2 separate regions of the Macaca fascicularis genome follow, and region 1 is linked to region 2. Evidence: chromatin contacts called from public Hi-C data. All regions are on one chromosome and are shown on one strand. The core of a region is the stretch at or near the end of the contact, and the rest is flanking DNA. Distances in the headings are between cores, read along the strand shown.

Evidence for each region. Hi-C and Micro-C count contacts between places; a contact is called where the count stands out from the background.
Region 1: a contact with region 2 is called in a Hi-C map of liver, with 2.3 times the contacts expected there. The contact joins the enhancer-like site here to the promoter of ALG14 in region 2. A contact is called at or near these places in 2 of 2 Hi-C or Micro-C datasets (liver and skeletal muscle).

The regions. Positions count from the first base shown.
Region 1 is chr1:139,302,944-139,309,197 of T2T-MFA8v1.1, forward strand. The region is part of intron 3 of ALG14 (ALG14 UDP-N-acetylglucosaminyltransferase subunit); the gene reads left to right. It overlaps LOC123567709 (a long non-coding RNA gene), which reads left to right. Exons shown (of 2, transcript XR_010576969.2): 2 at 2,672-2,890. Among named protein-coding and RNA genes, the nearest start is that of TLCD4, 16 kb to the left of the region's middle. Within about 2 kb of position 4,483, at least 1 of the 6 cell types and tissues checked has an H3K27ac peak or open chromatin away from gene starts, as enhancers often do. A contact at or near this core is called in liver, where this site is marked.
Region 2 is chr1:139,166,184-139,172,270 of T2T-MFA8v1.1, forward strand. ALG14 (ALG14 UDP-N-acetylglucosaminyltransferase subunit) reads left to right here and starts at 3,350. Exons shown (of 6, transcript XM_074001144.1): 1 at 3,350-3,660. RWDD3 (RWD domain containing 3) reads right to left here and starts at 3,205. Exons shown (of 4, transcript XR_012417487.1): 1 at 3,024-3,205.

The DNA.
Region 1 (6,254 bases), core at 3,233-5,732, 140 kb after region 2:
TTTATTGTTATTATTTTTCGAGGCAGAGTCTCATTCTGTTGCCCAGGCTGGAGTGGTGGCACGATCTCGGCTCACTGAAACCTCTGCCTCCTGGGTTCAAGTGATTCTCATGCCTTAGCCTCCGGAGTAGCTAGGATTACAGGTATGCACCACCATGTCCAGCTAATTTTTTAATTTTTAGTAGAGACGGGGTTTTACCATGTTGGCCAGGCTAGTCTCGAACTCCTGACCTCAGGTGATCTGCCCGCCTCAGCCTCCCAAAGTGTGCAGCCAGCAATGCAGGATTTTCTATTGAAGCATAAATTTTTTGTACACCTTTTCCTAGCTATATGACTTCGAGTGTGTTACTTAACTTCTCTGAACCTGTTACTTTATCTGTAAAATAGTAATAAGATTTTTTTATGTTTGTGAATTTCTTTATTCTATATGTGTGTATATATATGCATATGCATATTTTTTGAGATGGGGTCTCACTCTGTTGTCCAGGCTCAAACGATCCTCCCACCTCAGCCTCCCAAGTAGCAGGGACCACGGCCTGTGCCACCATGCCCAGCTAATTTTTATATTTTTTGTATTTTTAGTAGAGAGGGGGTTTCACCATGTCACCCAGGCTGGTCTCAAACTCCCGGACTCAAGCGATTTGCCTGCCTCAGCCTCCCAAAGTGCTGGGATTGTAGGTGTGAGCCACCGTGCCTGACCAAATAGTGATAATAATAGTTTATAATTTAAAAAAAAAAAACTTTCATGGGGATAATACCTAATAGAGTTGGTAAGAATTGAATGAGTTAATGAGTGCCAAGAGTTTAGGACAGTGTAGAGCAAATTATGCTCAATAAACATTACATCATCATTGTCATCATCGTCATTGTTGTAATAACTATAAGTTCCTTGAGGCTCATTCTTATTTATTAATGAATGTATATGTGCAATCAATCTACTGAAGTGTATTAAATATCTATTTATGCTAACTTTGGATGAATAATAAAATAATTCCTGTCCTCAAGGAGTCCAGACTAGCAGAGAAAATGAGGACTTAAACAAATAACTACACGTGATATAATACATAAAAAATAGAGTTTTTTAAGCACAATTGACAAAATGACTATGTGTAAAGTGTACAGAATGCATACAGAAAGGCATTATAAATGTGAATTTGAGCTGAATCTTAAAAGGTGAGCAGGTAATCCCTAAGGAAGCACAATGTGGTAATAACTATTATCCCAGATCATGTTTTTCTTATTTAGTTTGTGCAAGATCCATATAATAATGAATCATTTCTAACTCAGTAGAGAGAGGGTTTCACCATGTCGCCCAGGTTGGTCTCGAACTCCTGGACTCAAGTGATTTGCCCCCCTCAGCCTCCCAAAGTGCTAGGATTATAGGCGTGAGCCACTGCACCTGACCAGATAGTGATAATAAGATAATACTTACTACGTGTCAGGCACTATTCTAAAGAAACATCATTACCCTGTTCTTTTTTTTTTTTTTTTTTTTTTTTTTTTTTGAGACAGAGTTTCATTCTTGTTGCCCAGGCTGGAGTGCAATGGCGCGATCTTGGCTCACCACAACCTCCGCTCCAAGTGATTCTCCTGCCTCAGCCTCCCGAGTAGCTGGAATTACAGGCATGCACTACCACACCTGGCTAATTTTGTATTTAGAGAGATGGGGTTTCCCCATGTTGGTCAGGCTGATCTTGAACTCCTGACCTCAGGTGATCCGCCCGCCTAGGACTCCCAAAGTGCTGGTATTACAGGTGTGAGCCACCGCACCCGGCCTATCCTGTTCTAGAAAAAAACCTGAGGCTTAGAGAAGCCTAGCAACTTTCCCAAAATGATACAGCCACTGAGACGCAAGACCACAATTCATTACAGGTAACCTGTTTCCAAACCGAGGAAGGATCATCTCAATTTTTCTAACAGGAGAATCAAAATCCAGAGAGACTAAGAGATCTCAGAAAAGAGATTTATTAGAACTTGGGTTTCTGGTGTTGAAGCCCAGGCAGATGGGGAGGAAGAATACCACAGAATGAGTGAGAACATGCGAAACCACGGAAGCATGGAGGAGCTGGGCCTGTCCCCCAGGAACCACAAATGTTTGGAACTCAGTATGCATTTATGGAAACAGCAGGAGAAGCTAGGCCACTAAAGTGGTCAAGGATTATGAAAAATAAACTATGCTACACCGAATTACGTAGACTCTGCCCTGGAGGAGATGAGGAAACAATGAAGGATTTTAAGCAACAGAATAAGGAGAACAAAAGTTTAGAAATGGGGCAGGGCAACCAGTTATGAGGCAGCCAGGACTAGTGTTATTGAGATCAAGAGTATTGAAGTCAGACAAACCACCAGTTATTATGACCTTAGGAAAAAGAACCTCTTTGAGCCAGAATCTTCTCATCTGTAAAATTAATATAATAATAGGGCTATTATGAGGCCTAAATGAGAGTACACAGACCATTGTGCTATCTAGATCTGATCCTGTATATCAGATCTAGTCAGCATTCAATAAATGATGGTGGTAACATTGTTTATTGTTATTGATGTTGTTATGATACAAATCTATTGAGAGCTAGTTTCCATCTATTTGAAGGAAGAACATATTAGATACACTTACTGATACTCTTTTGCTTGGGTAGTTTAGAAATAAAACTAATGCTGCTTGATTTTTTCAGGTGCAGTAAATTGATCTATATCAAAACAGCAAAGCCCCAGGAGCACAAAAAGAACTAGATTTCAGGAATGGCATGAAGAGTTCTGTTTATCAAACATTTCTTGTGTCCCTACAGTGTGTCTAATACTCTATGAAGTGGAATATATATAAAAGTTACCACACCATCTCCTTTCAAAAGGGGGCAAGAGTCTACAATAAAATTCCTTTGTTTGATTTCCTCTGTTCCTGATTCCTGGCCTCCTCTCTCATTTACAACCTCACACACACCTCTTAGGTATTTACACTACTCCTGTGGAAGTGATCTGGGTTTCCCTACTTCATTACTCCCATCTTGGACTACCTCCTTTCCTGGCTCCTCCAGCTGGATGAGTTGGATTACACATTTTTTGATCCAAACCAATGTCTCATTGTGGCCAAGAAACCTTGCTACTAGAGTGAAATTAAACCATTTCTCTCATAGCTGGCAGTAGAATTCTTCTCAGAGGAAAACATCTTGCGTCATTATACATATATGGTGTGCCTTGAAAACTTGGGTTAGTAAGAGATAGGATAAGAAGAGGGACTCTTCTATATCAGAAATTAATTTGGAATCAGTAGTGTGGCTACAGTTTACAATAATCTATTGTATATTCTAAAATAGCTATAAGAGAATAATTTGAATTTTTGGCATAAAGGCAAATATTTAAGGTGATGGACATCCTAATTACATTGACTTGATCTTTACAAAGTGTATAAAGGTATCAAACTATCACATGTACCCTGAAAATATGTATATCTATTATGTATCAAGGGAAAAAAAACATTTTTAAGGAGAAGAAAAAGAAATTAACTTGGGGATGTAGAAGGAGTTGGGGACAAGACAGAAGAGATGAGAAAGAGTGAAAAGAAAGGGATGGCAGAGTATCTTCATGGTATGCCTAAAATGCTTTTTTGAAATGTGTACTATTCTAAGTTACTTGTATTTCTTTAACTCCCCTTATTTCTTCCAAATTTCCAGTAGGCTTTCCACTACCCTTAAATTCCCATACCTCTGCAAGACACACACATGGCGTGAGGGGAGGTGGTGGTGAGGTAAATGAAGAAATCACAGGATGGGGCCGAGTTGCAATGCTAGATCAAAAAGGAGCAGAAAGGAGATAGCACACCTAGAGTCCAGCAAAATAGTCCATAAACTGAACCCATTAGCAGGGGCCAGAGGTAGTACTGAAATCAAATGTCTGGAAAAGTGGCAGGATACTTCATGAAATACTGTATAATATAACAGTTGTGTAATAGGGGCTTGAGTCAATGTTATCTAGTTTAAAAACAAAACAGATGATCCCAACTGATATGTGGGTCATGTTTTCCTCAGAAACATTGACTATTTGGCACAATCTATAGGTTTGCCTTTCCAAAATTCTTACTGTCCCTTCCCCAAAGCTATCCACCCTTGTCTTACCCCAGGTTACTGCAACAGTCTCCTTGGGATCAGCAAATAACTTCTTAAAGAATAGGTCAGGCTTTGTGGGCCAGATGGTCACAGTTACTCAACTCTACACTTAAAGCCAGGAAACAGCAATAGCCAATACATGAATGATTCAATACAAGGGTTATGTTCCAAACCTTTATTTACAAAAACAGGCAGTGGACCTTCTGTCCTGCTCTTTCTGTTCTCCAGTTGTTGTCAAGGTACTCTTTCTAAATGTCACTCCTCTACTGAAAACTTGACTGGCTAATTGGTAGGGAAGAACCTCGGATTGCTTTAACTGTTATCTACAATCCAAAGCCTGCTGCTAGTGTACCTTCTGCTTTGCTGCTGTAGCTTGCAGAGAGATTGAGGAACCACAACTCCGATACTTTCTGATGCAATGACTAAAGTTTTGAATGGTTTCACGTCTGCCTTCCTCTCTAAACTTAAGTTGTTTATCTTCCCTTTGGCTCCTGATTGCTTACGTCAAATCTTGTTTGCAGTCTTGTATATGGTGTACTTTATGTTTGGTAATTTTTCTCTTAAAGCAATTTTGGTTTGCCTTTTTGACCAATACTCACTTTTCAAATATCATGTAGTGTGAATATTCCATGTGGCAAGCCTACATGACTTAATAATTTAGTCCTCACTTAATCATCACAATAATACTATGAGGGATTTCCTTTTATTATTCCCATTTTACAGTATACATAATTAAGACCTAAAGAGGTGCTGCCCACAGTGACTCACACCTGTAATCCCAGCACTTTGGGAGGCCAAGGCAGTCGGATCACGAGGTCAGGAGATTGAGACCATCCTGGTAACATGGTAAAAACCCTGTCCCCACTAAAAATACAAAAAATTAGCTGGGCATGGTGGCGGGCACCTGTAATCCCAGCTACTTGGGAGGCTGAGGCAGGAGAATTGCTTGAACTCGGGAGGTATAAGTTGCCGTGAGCCAAGATCATGCAACTGCACTGATGGACAATGGAGCAACACTCTGTCTCAAAAAAAAAAAAGAAAGAAAAAAAAGAAAGAGGTTAAGTAATGTGCCAAGAAACAGAATAAGTGGCAGAGCTGATATATGAAGGTAGAAAGTCTGACTCCAGAGCACAAGTTTGTCATTTACACTAATTTGTAGTTTCTGTAGGACCATGTCTGTTTTTGACCTCCTTGAAAACTTCCTGTGTGATCCCAGCAGTCTTCTGTAGTACTCCTGCAAGTTTCATTCTGAATCTTATGTACAGCATGATTGGATCCAAGGCAATCATGACATTTATTAAGCATAGTCACCGTGCTAAGTGCTGTTCATTTGTTACGTGATTTAACCTTCACAGACCCTAATAAGAAAGATAAGGTTATCTTCATTTTACAGATGAAGAAATACAGGCACAAATAATGCATTCAAGGTCACATTAGAAGGGGAGCTAGAATTTAAACTCGTGTAGTCTGACTCCACAACTCATACTCATGGATGCACAAGTAAGTAGAAAGCCTGAAGAATTCCTCAGGCCTCATAGGATGGGTGAAGTTAAATGATTCAGGCTTTAATTATCCAGGATAGGAGATAAGGGACTAAGTAAGTTTTAGTTATTTATCGCTGCCTAACAAATGATCACAAAACTTAGTGGTTTAAAACAACAATCATTTATCAGTTAACAATTCTGTGGGGGGTCAGTATTTGGGCTGGATTTAGCTGGGAAGTTCTTCTGCTGGTTTCACCTGAGCTCACTCATGTAGTCACAGTCACCTGGAAGGTTGGTGGGGTCTTGATGGTCCAAATAACCTCTCTGGTGATCAAGACCAGTTCACAGATGTCTAACCTGTGCAGTGGCATAGAGCACTCACTTGGCAGGGTTTATTATTCTGTTGCTGCCATTTAAAAATTATTAATAATTATGGTACAAGAGATCTCACTGGGCCTCGCAAGTTGGTGCTGGAAGTCAGTTGGGCATCCTTCTCCATGTAGACTCTTATCCTCAAAGAAGCTAGCCAGCCAGGCATGGTGTAATCCCAACACCTTGGGAGACCAAGGTAGGAGGATCACTTGAGCCCAGAAGTTAGTCACCAGCCTGGGAAACAGTGAGATTCTATCTCTACCAAAAAAAAAAAAAAAAAATGTAATTAGCCAGGTGTG
Region 2 (6,087 bases), core at 2,100-4,599:
TAAAGAGATCAAAAGGCAGATAAAATCCCCTGAAATTCTCAGCACAAAATTAGTCCAGCTAAATGGAATCCAATTATTCAGCTTCTTCAATCTTACGGCCTTAATAGTTGATCCTTGGGTTAGCAGTCTGAGTCTTGCTGGGTTATCGTGTTACCAGGAATGCAATTCCTCTGCAACATTCTCCTGATTCCAGCAGCAAAAGGGAGAACCCTATTTGGGGGAGGCCAGAAAAGAACTGGTGTTTAGAGTGTTCTGGTATCAGGCGTGTATCCTCCAACCCAAACTGACAGTGATGGTGAGTGGTAGCCAGCAGTCTGCTGCATGTTCACTGTGCTCTGTTAAAGAAGTCCTTACTTTGTAAAAAGATGTTACGAAAACCATGGGGGGGGGAAAAAAAAGCCTTACCTTACCCTTAATTCCAAGTTGTGAACATCAAACATCCCCGTTTCAATCACTGAATTGTTCAACCTCTCAGCAACAAAATGTCCTAAGTTGTTACACTGAATTCTTTTATAATTCAATTACTTACTGATGCCAGAACACTGAATTAAATTAATTAGGAGGCATGGCTTGAAAGTCATGCTTAATTTAACAGCAGATAAAGGGTCCACAGTGTTCTCAAGATTAAGAAACTGTTTTCTTTCTATGCTTACATTTTTGGGTTTTCTCTGACCCTTCAGCAGTGTTTTATGCTCAGCTGTGTACTAATGACCCAGATCATTACCAGTTCTTTAAGGTGTGATGGGAAATTGCAGGTTCATTTTTCCAGGATAATCCCAACTGAGCCATAATAAAGGAATTTAGGAAAACTGATGATCTCTTCAAATAGCTGCCTCAGGCAGAAGTAATTATCACTAAAGAGAACAGTGGAGACAGAGAGGGAGATGGTGAAGAATTATCCAATCAGAAGAGGGATGACAAGAAAACACTAAAAGTGAGTAAATCTCTTCATATGGATTTTAAACAATTGTTTCAAAAGACGCAAGTCAGGCTGGGCACTAAAAAGAAAGCAACTCCATTACACTAATAGGTGCATAGTGCCTGGAACATAACAGTGCCCCATGAGTGGATGTAAGTGGATGAATGCAAGAAGGAATAAATGGAAGTCAACTCCCTGTCCTTCAGTGAATAACACATCCAATACATACCATGAAGGATCTTAATCTTAGATGGTTTTCTCACAACATCCAGCCCAATTTTAGACTACTTTTTTTTTTTTTTTTTTTTTTTCCCTGAGACAGAGTTTCACTCTTGTTACCCAGGCTGCAGTGCAATGGTGAGATCTTGGCTCCCTGCAACCTCCGCCTCCCGGGTTCAATTGATTCTCCTGCCTCAGCCTCCTGAGTAGCGGAGATTACAGGCACATGCCACCATGCCCAGCTAATTTTTGTACTTTTAGTAGAGACGGGGTTTCGCCATGTTGGACAGGCTAGTCTCGAACTCCTGACCTCAGGTGATCCGCCAGCCTCGGCCTCCCAGAGTGCTGGGATTGCAGGCATGAGCCACCGCGCCCGGCCTAGACTACCTTCTTAAAGGTAACCTTCTTAAAGGTTAAGCAATTTATGGTCAGAAAGTCAATTTTAATAGTAGCTACAATATAACATTAGAACGATAACTCTCATGCCCCAAACATGTACATAATGTATCTGAAAGCTAAGTGAAAACTGAGTCACTGCACTTTCTCATAAATGGCTTTTTTTTTTTTTTTTTTTTTTTTTTTTTACTCAATAGAAGCCACATACAGGGACAGTAAGTTTCACCTATCATCAAAAAATAGTGAAAAGAACCTCTCTACACTGTAAGCTCCTAGAGGCCATGGGTAGCGGTGTCTTTGAAACCCTGACAAAGTCTGCAGGCAGCAGGGATTCAATAAATGTGGGCTAACTAACTAATAAAGCTCTCAAGAGCTTGTTTAAAAAAAAAAGTATCGGAAGACCAGGCGCGGGTGGCTCACGCCTGTAATCCCAGTACTCTGGGAGGCCGAGGCGGGTGGATCACGAGGTCAGGAGATCCAGACCATCCTGGTTAACACGGTGAAACCCCGTCTCTACTAAAAATAAAAAAATTAGCCAGGCGAGGTGGCGGGCGCCTGTAGTCCCAGCTACTCTGTAGTCCCAGCTACTCCGGAGGCTGAGGCAGGGAGAATGGCGTGAACCCGGGAGGCGGAGCTTGCAGTGAGCCGAGATCGCGTCACTGCACCCCAGCCTGGGGGACAGAGCGAGACTCCACCTAAAAAAAAAAGTATATATATATAAAAATTATTTTTAAAAGTATCTTATATATATAAATTAGCCAGGCATGGTGGCACACGCCTGTGATCCCAGCTACTCGGGAGGCGGAGGCTGTAGTGAGACGAGATGGATCCACTGCACTCTAGCCAGGGCAACAGAGCGAGACTCCACCTAAAAAAAAAAAGTATCAGAAAAGCAAACAACTTGGAAATAGAATGCAGATAAAGTTGAGGTTGAGCACTGGATAAATTAAAAAGTTCAGTCAACAAACATTTACCAACTACCTACCATGTGCCTGGCCAGCACCATTCTAGGTGCCTGGAGTTATTACCAAACAGACCCTGCCCTCCTGCAACTTAAGATGTACAAATACCCGTGTAAAGTTAAAACCGGGGAGTGCTCTCGTGGGCCTAGGGCATAGTGCTTAGGAATGACACAGAACAACGAGGGGGCCTCAGCACAGGCTTCTTTACAGGGTGAGATCTGAATGGTGGGAGGCTGGGGAAGGGCCTGGGGACGCGGACCGCAGGGGCCCGCGGCTCCGGGAGCAGGACCGGCGGCAGAGGCCCCAGTGGGCCGCACCGCTCTCTTAGTGTCTCTGGGGTCGCCTCAAACTCCCGCCCGCTGCGACACCACTCCGGCCTCCAGGACGTGTCACTCCATCATTCAACTAACCCGGTCCCCATACGTGGGCCCAGGCGGGGTGCCCAGGCTCAGTGGTGGGGAGGAGCCGCAGAGAGAACGCGGGTGGCCCCTGAGGGCGCCCTGTCCCTCCCGCGCGGGGGTAGTCACCTGAGCGGCTCAGCACCTCCCACTCGTGGGGCCCGCAGAAAATCGCGGCCAGGGCCGAGAGTTCCTCACGCACGAGCTCCGCCATGGCTATGGGCCTCGCCCCCTCAGCGCTTCCCCTTCCGCTGTCGCCGCCGCCGCCGCCGCCGCCGACGCCGCCGCCTCCATTGGCCAGGAGCAGCACTGCCTGCGGCCACCCGGGGGCACCCCGCACCTCCGCAGCCGGGCAGCACGGGGGCGGAGCGAGATGGGGCGGGGGCGGAGCGAAACGAACGTGGGCGGGGCGAGACGGGGTGAGGGCAGGGGGAGACTGGGCGGGCTGGACCCTTAGAAGTTCCGCCCGGAAGCTCTTGCTCATTAACTACAGACGCGAAGCTCAGACCCTCGGTTTGGAGATTTTCTTGGAGGTCGAGGCCCGGCGCCTCTGTCTGCACCCGAGGCGACCGCCCAGCTTACCCCCGGCTCTTCTGAGCACAGGGAAGCCTCCCAGCAAAGCCTGAAACCCTCTAAGTTTAGCTGCAGGCTTCGAACCCCGACCGTCCCCGCCCAGCCTTGGGCTGCTGAGGTGGGGATGAACTGGGCGAAGGACACTTGGGAGTTAGGAAGAAACAAACAAGCAGGGAAGTGACCGAGAGACGAGGTGAGACCTTGCCCTGCTCAGGTTTGAACTGAGTGTTGGAGATAACCACAGTTAACAAAATAAAATTCTTCGCCCCCGTGGAGCTGTTAGCAACCCTGGTGTCTGGGAAGCCCGGAAGAGGCCCGGGTTAGTAACAACCTCCAGGATGCCCTCCGAACTGGTACTGGCGCCGGGACTCTAGACAAGGTCCGGATTCCCGAGCCCTTCCCCTTACGGGTGCAAAAAGGGAGGGTCAGGACCTGCCAGTCCTGGCTTCGGGATGTTGACTTGACGGACCAGGACTCATGGAAAGTGTGCGCCAAAGTCCTGGGAGCAAAGTGTGCTAAGGCTCCTCGTTTGTCTCCTGCCTTCACAGGGGACAGCCCTGCTGCAGGTGGCCAGTGGGAATCCTTGGCTGTTGGGGTATGACCCAAGGGTGTAAACACTAGCTTTGCAGTGTTTTCGATTTCGTGATATTCGATGCATACAATACAATGTGACTCTTGAAGCTTAATGAAATTATCATTCTTGAGTCCAGCACCTAAATTTTAAAATGTGAGCAATATCAATAGGGTAACAGAATAAGCAATCTATTCTGTTTTGATTATAGTGAACAAGATTACAATACTTATCTGCAGTAGGTCTGTCTCTCGGATGTTTGCCTGGTCTTTGCTTTTCCAGTAACAATTTAAAATTTGGCAGCCCCCAAAAGCAGCTGGTCTTGCTCATGGAGTTCTCACAACTTTTGTTTGTATGAGAAATCACATTTCATGAGATAAATATGGGAATTTAGGTCGTTATGCAGTGACTCCTGTCACTGACCTACAGAAGTCAGAACAAAGTTAGCTGATTTTAAGACCCTGCATCCACTCACCATGACCATTCCCGCTATTGGTAAAAAAGGAATCTGATAAAGGAAAAGATACTGGCTTCCCGGAACAGAAAGGAAACCGAACAAGATGGACTGCAGGGAAAATGCTTTTCAGAAGATGCCATGGGATTTCAGTGACCCCGAGTAATTAGGAGCACATAATTGGGAAGATGAAGGCTTATTTAAACTCAGTTATCTCTGATATGGCCAACTGGCTTAAAGAAAAAAAAAAAAAAAAAAAAAAAAACTCCTTTATTTCCAAAATAACAGACGTTCCAGCAGTTCAGTAGGTTCAAATTAACTGCTAAAGAGATTGAACAAAAGAATACATTTTTAATTTAAAATATCACTGTTATTTTAATTCAAAATCCAGTGTTACGATTAAAAGTCAAACAATTTGGGTTTTGACTTATTTATTGAAAATAATCTATAAAATAGGCCGGGTGCAGTGGCTCACGCCTGTAATACCAGCACTTTGGGAGGCCGAGGAGGGTGAATCACATAAGGTCAGGAGTTCGGGACCAGCCTGACCAACATGGTGAAATGCCGTCTCTCCTAAAAATACAAAACTTAGCTGGATGTGGTGGCAGGCACCTATAATCCCAGCTACTCAGGAAGCTGAGGCAGGAGAATCGTTTGAACCCGGGAGGCGGAGGTTGCAGTGAGCCGAGATTACACCTTTGCACCACTCCAGCCTAGGCGACCAAGTGAGACCCTGTCTCAAAAGCAAAAAACAAAACAAAACAAAACAAAAATCTATAAAATATTCAAATAGTTTTTACTTATTTTTAATTTTCCAAATTTACTATATGTGAGATGAGTGAAATAACACGAAGAGCAAAATTACAGCTGTAGGAAGGATTAGGAGGCAATTGCTGAAGCCCGCTGTCAGCAAGAGGTCCGTGAAAATTGATTAAAGAGTACATCAATCTATTATTAAAATTTTCTTGTCAATAGGTTTCTTCTTTGCTCTTCCTTTCTCAGTTGATTTCTTAACCTGCTTTTCATACCTCATTTAGCGTGTTTAAATAAAAAAGAAGTCAATGTGAATGTCTTTTAAATTGACACTATCCTAAGGCACTGAAGTCCCATGAATTAGTTTCTGCACTCTGACATTTGGAAATAATCATCTCAGAGACTGCATAATGTCAGCTTGATATTTCTCGCACTGTGAAAATATCAGCTACATGTCAAATCTCTAAAGTCTACCTTAATGTAATAAGTTTCCTCGTATTCACAGGCTACTGAAAATTCAAAATATTTAAATGTAGGATGAATGTCTACAGTTAGAGCATTGTCTATCTCCATCTCTATCTCTCCCTTCTCATCCTTGTACACACAAAGGTGTATGATTTGCTAGAACAATTATTTTTACAAGCAAATTTTCTAAATAGTTGGTTCCCCAAGACCATAAGGGGGAAAGGTTTAAAACCTTTTGCCTTCAGTTAAAACCAATAACCCAGAAGATAGTTCTTTTTATTTTGGGGGGAAACAGTTCTACTCACTTTCTCATGAGTAGTATGCAGACTTACTCAACTCTAAGTTTGAAATCTTAAGTCAAAACTCACATGAGCATA